2 separate regions of the Mus musculus genome follow, and region 1 is linked to region 2. A link is a contact called in public Hi-C data. All regions are on one chromosome and are shown on one strand. The core of a region is the stretch at or near the end of the contact, and the rest is flanking DNA. Distances in the headings are between cores, read along the strand shown. Region 1 overlaps Gm41835 (a long non-coding RNA gene). Region 2 has its middle 24 kb from the start of Gm36774.

Region 1 (5,897 bases), core at 1,979-4,478, 160 kb after region 2:
TTGACCTTCTCAGTGTTTGCTTCCTGTCCCTCCTGTGCCTATGGCACATAGTCACACAACTGTAGTAGCAGTATTATAATCTTCCTTTCCATCTTGAACCTTCTTAAGAAGGACTAGTTCAGCTTACCAGGATAGACCTGTCAAAGGCCAGCTTATTTGACAGCGGCTCTCTAATTCAAGTAGGGTAGAATCAAGCATCAAAGTGTCCATCTCTTCTGTTTAACCTGGAATTGGCCTTTTACTGCTCCCAAATCAAAGCGGTGTGGCAGATCTTATATGGAAAAAGTTGTTATTGAGCTCTGTGTGGACACTCTGCAGCTTTTTATTAAGTGAGACAGTGAGAAAATACAGCAATGTATGTTTCTGATGACCAGTTTTGAATTACCCCTTTTCTAATCCTCAAGTATTGCCATAACTCTTAATATAAATACTAACAAATATCTCTAAACTGTGTAGTGTAGACTTTATGACTTCTATTTAAGAACAGTTTTTAATTTTATAATTTTATGTGTATGAGGGTTTTGTGTGTGTCTATGTGTATGCATCAGATACATGTCTGGTGCCCGTGGAAACCAGAAAAGGGCCCTGGACTCCCTGGAGCTAGATTTATGGATGCTTATGAGCTGCCATATGGGTGGATGATGCAAACCAAATCTGGGTCCCCTGCAAGAACAGCAAGAACTCAACCATCTCCATAATGCTCCTTGTGTTTCCTTAACAAACAAACAAACAAACAAACAACAACAAAACAAACAAACAAAACCCCTATCCAAACAGAAACACTCTGTGAACTTAACTTGTTGATTTTGCTCTTTCTGTGGATTCTCTTTCATATAAATCACCTATTCATTTTTAATATGTTCCTTATTCCACTGTATGACACTTTGTACTCAGAACTGTTTAATCGTTGAATCAAGGTAAAATTACAAAACTTTGGCTTCTCATTCCAACTCCTTCACAATTCTACTTCTTCCCATTTTATTTGCCCATCCATTTGTCTATACCAGCCACCCACCTATCCATCTTATCCATCCATCCATCCATCCATCCATCCATCCATCCATCCATCCATCCATCCAATAACATTTATGCAATATCTATCCGGTGTCTGGCATTATACTTTGTTCAGAGGACCGACTGTGATCCAGACAGGCCTAGTCTCTCTCCTCACAGTTGGCTGATTGGTGACTGGTGGTGAGCTGGAATACCAAACTTGCTTACATGTTGCAACATGCTCTGTGAGAGAGACAGCAGGGCCACTCTGCAGAGGAAGGAGCATGTAGGCTGGAATCTGACCTAGGAATAAGACGTTTTCTATTCTATCACTTGATGAGTGAGATGTGCAGAGGATGGAAGGTCTGGGGAGAGATAGCATGCACATTTAGAATTAAAGATAGGTAAAGCACTCGGAGGGTATTGTGCAGTTGGGATGGGACAGGGAAGGTTAGAATCAGGGAAAAGAAACAAGAGACTGATGCCACTGTGAGTTAGGGCTGTCAGTGAAATACCACAATCAGGTTTCAAATGGGGGAGGGACTAATAAGATTCGTGTTTTAAAAAGCATTGCTCTTCTTGTCTTGTGGGCAGTGGACAAAAGAGTGAAGGAAGCTAGAAATCCAGTGACAAGCTCCAATTTTACAAGAGATGATGGCACTGACCCATAACATGGCAGAAGAGGCAAGAGATGCAGACAGACTAGAAGGACTTAGATGTAGTCTGGTCTCCAATCTGCCACATAATTCATTTTATTTGCAATGCCTATTCCTCTGCTAGGCAAGTTAAGCCCGTATTTATGGGTAAAATTCTTATTAGGTTGATGTCAGTTCTACAAGAAGCCTTTGACCTTCAACCGGAAGAACCTGTCTAAGCTCTTACAATATGATTGCTCTGTGCCTTCTGTTTTGCCCAGAGAACGAATTTAGTCTTTGTTTTCATGCATACTTGTCTGATGAGTTAAATGGACAACTGAGCACTTCCCATCTTATCTGTGAAACAAATTCTAAAATTCTAAAAGCCTTTAGAATTTGTCCTATTCATGGCTAACTGGGATCTTGTCTTAGTTCTGAAAATTCTCCAGTTGTTTTTGTTTGTTTGTTTGTTTGTTTTTCAGATCTACATTGTAAAACTATTTAACCAATCTAAGAACTCATTCTATTCATTTGCTTATAAATATATTTATTCATTTACTCAATATATTTATTCAAAGCCTTCTGTCTTACAAGCTAGAGTCTTGATTTCTTTTTCTTTCTTTCCCTTTTTCCCCCTGGCTTTCTCATACATATCATTGTGGACGTCATGCTTTTCACTATGATAATTAAGATATCAGAAGGTTTTTGTTGTTGTTTTTTTTTTCCTGATATAAACACATGGTACTCAAACGAGCCATCTTAAGGCACGAGAAGTAACAGAGTTACAGAACAGTTCTTTTGGCTCTCTAGGTGGAATGCCAGCCTTTGATAGTTGGCACATGCCTTGCACAAAAGACCCGAATTTGGGTATTTGAGTGTCAGCTGGATCAAGTTAATCCTGTTCTGTTTTTTTAAACAGTTCCTGCTGTTTACGCAGTAGAAGCAGAACTAAACAGCACCAGATCCTGCAAAGGCACGACTCAGAAGAACAAGGGACACAACGGAGGGCTCTTAATGTAAAGAAACATTTTGACTTTGCCGGTCCGTCATCTCCCTAGCTCTCAGCCCGCCCTCACCCTGGACCCCGCCCTGCTGGAATGGGTGGTGGACTAGCCTTGGCTGGCAGGGATGCTTTTGAGTTCCAGGATTCTTCTAAACTGTGCTTGCTGTAAATGATTTTTATGCTAACATTGCATTGAAGTCCTTTTTTGGCAAATGCATCGCCATATAAGATTAAAAATAATTTGGAGGGCAGAATTTCTACCAGGAATTGATCAAACAATGTACTGTCGTGAACTGGTTCCAAATTCCTAATGCATCTGCTTTATACAGTCCCTGCTTTATAGAGCTACAATCCCCTGTTTGTCCGAGTTCAGTCTGCTTGTATGCTGGAAGAATCACACCCCTTTATTTCTGGCCTGGAGGGCTTCTTTCCAAGTTTTGGGAAAAAAAATCTCTCAAATAAGAAGTCACAGAAGCTTTAAATAATACGGTTGTTGCAAGCATCCTTGTTGAACATTTAGCGAACTATCCCGTTGCCTTTCCTGATCAAGGCAGATGTAAAACAGCCGCCTCCACACTTCTGCCAGAGCGGCCATCTTGAGTTCAGACGCCTTTTCCGAGAGTTTCTCTTGAAAGTCCCCAATTGAATACATCTGGTTCCCAGCAGAAACCGGATGTCTTGTTTGTTTGTTTAATTATTTTTATCTGAGGTTGCATCACTATCCAGTGGGTCTTTTTTGTAGAGAGTTTTAGGCTCATCTGGATGCTGTGCTTGGCCGTACTCTATGATCCTAGACTTTTTTTTTTTTTTTTTTTTCCTTTTCTTCTGGGATTGACTGTGCCTACTTTAGGGTTTAGTATTTATTTTATTTTTGATACTGGATTTTTATATTCGTAGGTCACTTTAATGTGCAAGAAGCAAAATCTTAAGCAGAACTTTCTTCAAGAAAAGCGAGATTCATTGGCTTTCATAAATTGAGTAGAGGGAGAGCTGCCGCATTCAGAGTTCAAAGGGATTGCAGGACTCTGTGTTTGTTTCTTGGCCCCATTTCCTGATGGTGGTAGTTTGGCCTCGTACATCACAGGCAATAGTGTACTACATTCTCTCAGTTTCAGGTCTTGCCAGAACTGAGTTTGCTTCCCAAGGTATTCAGTAAGAACATGAACATAACCGTCACTGGGCGGAATTTCTTCACATTACCTGTTTCTGAGAGTGATCGTTGTAGCTTGGCATCTGGAAGTGAGTGTAAACAACCATGCATACAACTGGGAAGATGCACCCATCTCGGTCCTTTGCTACATAATCAGTTGGGCAATCATAATTCCCCTTTCTCTTTCATTCACCCTATATAAGGCCCAGGTTTGGGTTGAAGGGAGATCTGACTTGTAACGTCATTTATAATACAGGTGTCCGGGTCTAAACGAACAAACATCGCAGAGATAGGGGTGATATTTTCATACTCATTGGCATTGGTTTTTTTTTTTTTCTGTTTAGCTGTATGGAATTTGTTCTGCTCACTTTAAAAAAATATTTTATGTGCTTTTGTGTTTTGCCTGCATGTATGTCTTGAACCACATACACGCCTAGTACCTGTGAGGCATTGGATCCCCTGGGACTGGAGTTCCAGATGACTGTGGGTGCTCAGAAGTGAACCGCTGGTGCTCTTACCATCTGAGCCTTCTCTCTAGCCCCTCTGTTCGGTTTTATCTTTCACTGTTACCTTTGTTTTTCTTTTTCCTTTACCCACTATGTAACCCATCAAATGCTTTCTCAGGAACTCAATGAGTCTATGACGAAGTATGTCTATCTCCAGGAAACTCTGCTTCTGGTCATCCATTGACTGGAATCAGCAGAGAAGGCGAAGGTACTAGAGCTACTTTGCTGACATAGATGGGGATTCCCAGGAAGGCTGCAGGGTACATAACAGTGTAATCCAGACGCTACAGTACTTACGATGAGAGTTAGCATGCTTTTCTTTTTTTTTTTTTTTATTTATTTATTATATGTAAGTACACTGTAGCTGTCTTCAGACACTCCAGAAGAGGGAGTCAGATCTCGTTACGGATGGTTGTGAGCCACCATGTGGTTGCTGGGATTTGAACTCCTGACCTTCGGAAGAGCAGTCGGGTGCTCTTACCCGCTGAGCCATCTCACCAGCCCTAGCATGCTTTTCAAACAGCACTGGGGGTTGTTATTGAGTAAGACGTACAGAACCCTTTCAAGGCCAGCACTGGGTTATACTCTGCTGGCCGTCATTTTCAAGATGTGACATTGATGGGTATCATACCCTGGTACTAGAGCCTGGAAAATGAGGAGAAAGCAACAAACAGCCTGAAACAATACAGGACAGGCAAGAACAGACAGAAGCTATACAGGTGACGCCGGTGGAATTCAGGCCCTCTAGAAGGACGTAGGTTGACACATTCTACAGATATCACTTTTTCCAATAGTTGGGTAAAAACATTAAAATATTTTGTTTGTTTCATGACTTTAAACTAAAAAACTAGATAGAAATCTCCCTCCATCTCAAAACAAAATCTTAGGTTCCCAGTGATCAGAAACAATCTTCTCCAAGGCCGTTGTCAGATATATAGAAAAACCAAGAAACGTTTGGTTCAGAGCAGGGGCCCTTGAGTGCTTGTTCCTGGTTAGCAGGATAAACTACGGGCTATTTAGCAAAGTCAGTCCCAGCTCCAAAGAGAATCTTGAGTTGTGAAGACTTTCTCAGAGTCGAACACTCACAGAGCAAGCAAGAATATTTTGCAGCTCGTCTAAACTCAGAGAAGTAATTTAGTCTAACACGAGAAAAACTCTTGCTGTCTTCAAATAAAAGGAAGAAAAGAAAGAGGAGAGAGAGAGAGAGAGACTAAGCAGGAGAGATATAAAGAGATATAAAGGCTCTCCACTTTCTGGTTTCCAGCTGTGTGATTAGTGACTCAGAGCTGTGCTCTGGTGCTGAGTGACGGGATCTGGAAATGTGCCCTGCCCAGCCATGGCAACTCAGTTTCAGCACACACTAAAGGCAGGCAGTCAATGTTAACCCAAGCAACCAACCCCCACGTCTGTCAAAATTTAAGCTAAGTATGGCATATGGGATTAGAGAGGGATCACAGAACCTCAGACGTTTCCAAGAAAAATGAATAATATAAGGTTAGGCCCTAGATCGTCTGTATCTTATTAATCCCCCCTTTCCACAACGGTGGGCGGGTGGCTTGGGCTGGGGCCCCCGCAGATGGGAAGCACACTTTGCTGGGGTTTAGTTCTAT
Region 2 (5,662 bases), core at 162-2,661:
AGAAAACTGATGCCAAAGGAGGCTAATTGCTTTAGCCAAATTATATGGCACCTTAATGAAGGAACCAACACACTGGCGGTGAAATCCTACCTTCTACCCTCTCCACCACACTGCCCTTTAGGACAGAATTTGACTCCCCAAAGAGTTTTAAGCTGGTATTCTGGGGCTTGTTTAAAATCCTTACAGAGATGTTAACGGCTTTAAGTCAGGTGGCGATAAAACAGATTTGAACACCTGGCTGCATTTTCTTTTCTTCAGTCTATCTGGGACCCCACCTCTGGCTTCTCTCATGGACCCCCCCCCCCAGCCCCTGCTTTGAAGTGTCTCTGTTTTGTTCATTCGAGAGGACAGGTCAGCATCTCTCAAGCAAGGGCTGGCTCTGAGCCCATCTCACTTTTGCAATGAATTTAGCAACATCTGCTTTGCCCATTAAAGTGATTTTTCTCTTCCTGGCCCTGAGCCTGTAGGCTTGCTGCAATTGATTACTGGCCATTTCCTTCCCAAACCAGAGGATTCAGTGAACTCTAAATTGAATTGTTGCTCGCTTGTCTTGTTTAGTCCAATGTATACGGTTTACGTGCAAAATGGTCAAGCCACTTAGTTCCTGAATCTATAGACTGATGATTCTGGTTAAGTGCAGGGGAGGGGCTATCAAGTGACAGTTCCCGTTTTTTTTGTACATAGTTGCCCAGGGCTGTGGTTACCCCTGGGTTTCTTAATTTATACCTAAGGAGGAGGAAGTGGGTGGAGGAATCACCTTGCTTCCAGTTAGGCTGTTGAAGCATGCAAACTATGCTTAAGTCAGGTTATGTCACCATCGATTTAAGACAGCAGTTGACTTGGAACCCTGACTAGGAGACATTTGAAAAACTTAAAACTTTAGTTCTAGAAGTATGCCATGATTAGATTTCACTACTTTGAAAATAACAGGGTTCAAGCCCCCCCCCCCACCCCACCCCACCCCACCCCACATGGTTTAATTGTTATTGAAGCAAAGCCAAAGCGGAACGGCCACTGCTCTGACTCTTCTCTGATTGGTAGGTCCCTAGTTATCCTTTGAAGGAGTGGAAATGCTCACTTCCAGAAAGCCTGCCCGTCTCGTTCACCTCTCGACTCCCAACACCAACACACTGAGCACACACAGCTCACCCCCATGGGTGAATCAGCATGGGTGAATGGGAGAAAATGCATCTTGGGAGGAGACACCTTGACATCTTTGGTCCCCTATGCTTTCCTGATGTGTCTCTCCTTCCCTGAAGACTGTAATGGCTTCATATGAAGACTTATTGGTTATTTAGAGAAGTGGAACTCAGGAGTCTGCTCCACCCCACAGGAGGGGGAAAAAAAAATCAAAGGAACTCATTACTAACTGAATTGCTGCTGTTTATCAGAGCGGTTAATTTAAAGCTAGGTGTCTAAAAATAAGACAAAGACAACATGAATGACTAAGTCAGTAACGGTGGCTGTGGCTTGAGACCGGCTGAGTCATTGCATTCTCTGTTTCTTTGAGAGGATAGTCTCCCCTTTCCACCACAGTGGCTCACGGCACACCCACTATTATCTGCAGATGCTTCTGAAATGATTATTGACAACACGGCTGCTCATGGCTCGACCAACAGAACCCTTTTGCAAACATCGTCAGCATCAAGTTTGAGGCTCTGTGCCTTTATTTCCGGGAAGGATCTCCCATATTGAATTATGACAGTGAGAGATATTAGTAAAGGCAAGAAGGGATAGTTCAGCATGAAACATAGAGCCAGACCTCTTAACCGATTTGATTGTGAACTGAACCCCCAAAGCAAAAGTGTTAAGAATTCCTGGGGGTTTGGAGATTCTGGGAAGGTCCTAGGTATTCATTTCTTTCTTTAATCCCTAAGCATTGACAGATGGCTTCTTAGGCCTACTGCTGAACCAGGCTGATTCAGAAGAGCGGGGAGGGAGACTTAACTGGGCTTCTCGCAGTTAAGGAAAAGACACCCCATACTTTCTCTGGCTGTGAGACTATAACAGAGAAAAAAGTAGGAAACCAATCCAGCTGCCTGCCCTTGGTTTTCACCAGGCACTTATTGGGGTTGGCTAGTGAGTGCTTTCTCCTTCCTCTCCCCGTGACAAGTGAGACCTGGCTGGGCTTAGTCCTGATTCCCTTTGGCTGCCAATCACCCAGCAGCTGCGATGCGGAGGTCATTCTTCCCTTTTCCAGGATTTCTGACAGAAGTGGAGCAGGACTTTTCTAGAGAACAGGATCACGCCAAGACCCAACTCTTCAGGTCAGGGCAGAGTCTGAAATTCCAGGTGGAATAAAGCTTTGGCCAACCACCACAGTCACCAAAATGACAGTTTACCTTAAGCAAATGCTGTCCTGTAGCAGGCCCTGGATAGGCGGGGCACCTCATCTGAGGTCCTCAGACAGCTTCATGAGCTGGGTTTTATAGTCTCCTTTTACTAACGAAGAAACTGAAGTTCCTAACATTGATTTTCTTCTAGGAGGAGGGTTACTGAGCATGCAAGGCATGGTGTGAGCAATGCTGGATACAATGGGAAACGAGATAAACACAGTCCTTCCTGTAGGCAGCTGGCATTCAGCTACTAATTGTGGCAGCGTCAAGACTGGAACCTTGGTTGGCTCGACTCTAAAGATTACTTAAATTCTATGTACAATTTCTTATAATCTAAGATACCTCCCGGGGGCATGCTGGAAAGTCAGCCTGCCCAGAGCAAACACTGAGTAGATAAGATATGAACTAGGTTGACCTTGTAATGTTAGACTGTTGTGAATGGTAAACTCACACGGCCGGGCACCCGGTCTATCTTTTGCCACACTCTCAACTATCTCTGAATAAGTCTGTGCCGGACAATAGAGAACTAGCAGTCACATTCTGGCTTTCCCTTTACCTGAGAATGGCTTCCCCAGCCTGGCTGCTAAAGCACAGTGTGGTAGGACAGAGGAAGTCTCTGTGCCTTTACATGTAATGGCTTTAATTCTTCTTCTTCTTTTTTTTCTTCTTCTCAATTTTCACACGCCCCTGCACTTCCTGCTCTTTCCTTTGCCTGGAAGCGGAAGTACTGAAGAGACAAACTGTTCTTATGGTTTTTAGACTCTGGCTGAAACCAGAAAGGCTCGGGTTTCAGAAAAGCAACCCTTTCTGGGTTCTTTGTCTAGGAGACAGGGCTGGATGCCGAGAACTTTGAGTTTCTACTCCTTTGGCTTGTCTGGACTCAGCAAGGCCAATTAAAAAATTGATCTTACCTGCAGCTTCATTGTTTAACACCAGACACCTCACTGACTTTCATTTCCCGTTTGTAACTGAATGGATGGGTCATTAACGGAGAGGCAGTAATGAGATTCAGTTCTTGATTATAGCTTGATCATACACTGATTTGCTCACTCGACAAATATTTATCAAACAACCTAATATATCCTTCATAAAGAACCCTTATGAACATTCCTAAAGAGACAGCACCTTGTAGGGGAAAAAAAATTAAGTATGCTTCATGATAGAAGAGGAAATTGCTCTGGTGTTTTGGGTGGGGGAGACAACCACTATTTCAATAGGATTGTTAGGAAGATCTGAAGGTGCTGAGGGAGGAAGCAAGCTATTGGATGCAAGGGAAGAGGGTTTTAGGTGGGGAAAAAAAAAACCAAATGCAAGTGTCCCGAGCCTTGAACCCCTAGCGTGCATAGAACAGCAGGGCAGCTAGTAGACTTGGAACACAGTCAGCAAGGGTCAGAGAGGAAGGAGACAGGCAGAGGGGAAATGGGGTCAGCTGTGCCCTGAAGACTTGAGAACAGAGGAAGTCTTTCAGGCTGTTTTGGGAGCGAGCTGGGGAGCCTCTGGAAGGTTTTGAGCTGAGAAGGAATATGCCCTGGTAGTTACTAACTGCATTGGCTATTTTTGCAGAAACAGAAGGGACCTCCAACTGACCTGCCTACACACGAGGAGCAAGGGACAATGGATGGATGCGAGATATGTTGGTGTCTCCTTCCCCTCCATGGCAAGGTATTGCTCTCATCTCAGTTGAGGCAGAGGGGCCTCTTCCAGTGTTAGTGACTGTCAGCCCAACCCGCAGCCTGAGGAGGACGTAGCAGGCATAGTTGTGGAAAGCTTGTACAGCGATCCTTCCCCAGGTTCAAGGAAAACATCTGTCCTTGGCCTTTCCCAGGGTCAGAAGCTGCTTGCCTCTCTCATCTTTAAAGCCAGCAGTATTTCTCTCACCCTTCCTCCTTTCGTCAGTTTCTCTCTGACACCGCCGGAAAGGAGTCTCTACTCTTAAGGGATTCTTGTGGTCAAGTTGGGCCCACCCAGATGATCTGGAATAAACTTGTCATCTCAAACCTCCTCGGCTGCATCAGGGAACATATTCACAGATTCTGGAAACTGCGTGCACGTTTTGAGGGATTATTATGCCTCACAGAGTTCTTAAGCACTTAATTATTATTACATTTGAGTATCATGACAACCTAAGGAGCAAAACAGTATTCTAATGTTTGTCTGAAGGTGGAATAGTTCGTGTAGAGCAAGGAAGTTGGGAAAACCTAGGGCACTTAAAGTCAACCAGCTTATTAAAAAGAATCAATTCAATGAATTAACTGTGTTGAGTTTTCAGAAAGTCTGGGTGTGGGAAGAGGTTAGGGAATGGACAGGCGTAGAACACAGCACTTCATCTGGGTGCGTCAAGGTCTTTCAATAGTTTTTTGAGGATTTTCAAACCATCAATATACCTTGACTCATGCTAGCCTTGACCATGAGCCTTCCGTAGGGTGAGTTTATCAGTTGCTCATCTTCAGACCTTTGAGTCCCAGCAAAGAGGCTTCCCTGTCATGGAGCTTAAGGAAATACTTCTATCAGGAGCTGAATTTCTCCATACTTCACGCCTTACTTCAAGAGCTTTAAAACATCTTTGGAGTTTTTGTGGTATTTGTTGCAGCAATTATGGGTTTGGTTCCCGTGCTTTGCCCAGATAGGGGGAATATCCAGATATAGAGGACATTCCTTACATGACATCCACAACTGGGAACAAAATATATTTACTCTCATAACCTTGAAATGACTTAATAAGGCAGGATCTATAGCTCATACTCTAGCAAAGCAAGCCCAGAGGAAAGATGAGCTCATTTCATGTTATGTGGACGATTCTGGTGGCCTCTTGGTTGAAATGGAATTCAGTGAGAATTCCTACTTTACTTTAAGATCTTGGGGATGTTCTTATCTATTACTACCAATCCACTGGGCTAAAGCAACAGAAGTTTGTTCAAGAGGCCAGACGTGAAGGCACTCTGTAGTCTCTTAGGTGATGTTCTATGTCTTCTCTCAACGTACTGCATAAGCCAAATAAGCCTTTTTGTCCCCTAAGTTGCTTAGGCAGTATTTTATTATAATAGCAGAAATGAAACCAGAACCCTAGTCTAGAGAGATTTGAAGATGTTGGCCTTGAAAATGGCTTCTAGTTTATTAAGCCCATAATGGCCCAAGTGTTCCTTTCTGTGGGTTCCTCTGAGCAGCATGGGGGTCCTCCCTGGGCTCACAGTCCTGTCCACACTCCTGGGAGGCTCGCTCTGTCCCAGCGCTGTAGCAAAGATCTCCCCCCACTCCCCGCTCTGAATAATGCCACAATTATAAATTCCAGGGGTGGGCCACATATGCGTTAGGGATTATTTCTCAGG

Evidence for each region. Hi-C and Micro-C count contacts between places; a contact is called where the count stands out from the background.
Region 1: a contact with region 2 is called in a Hi-C map of uterus, with 4 times the contacts expected there. A contact is called at or near these places in 6 of 484 Hi-C or Micro-C datasets (B cells, liver and uterus), 4 of 130 datasets of targeted methods (CD8 T cells, the SCID.adh cell line, embryonic stem cells and 1 more) and 1 of 9 other capture datasets (embryonic stem cells).

What each region holds. Positions count from the first base shown.
Region 1 is chr19:33,062,838-33,068,734 of GRCm38.p6, forward strand. All of the region lies in intron 2 of Gm41835 (a long non-coding RNA gene), which reads right to left. Among named protein-coding and RNA genes, the nearest start is that of Gm41835, 9.2 kb to the right of the region's middle.
Region 2 is chr19:32,903,255-32,908,916 of GRCm38.p6, forward strand. No RefSeq gene overlaps it. Among named protein-coding and RNA genes, the nearest start is that of Gm36774, 24 kb to the right of the region's middle.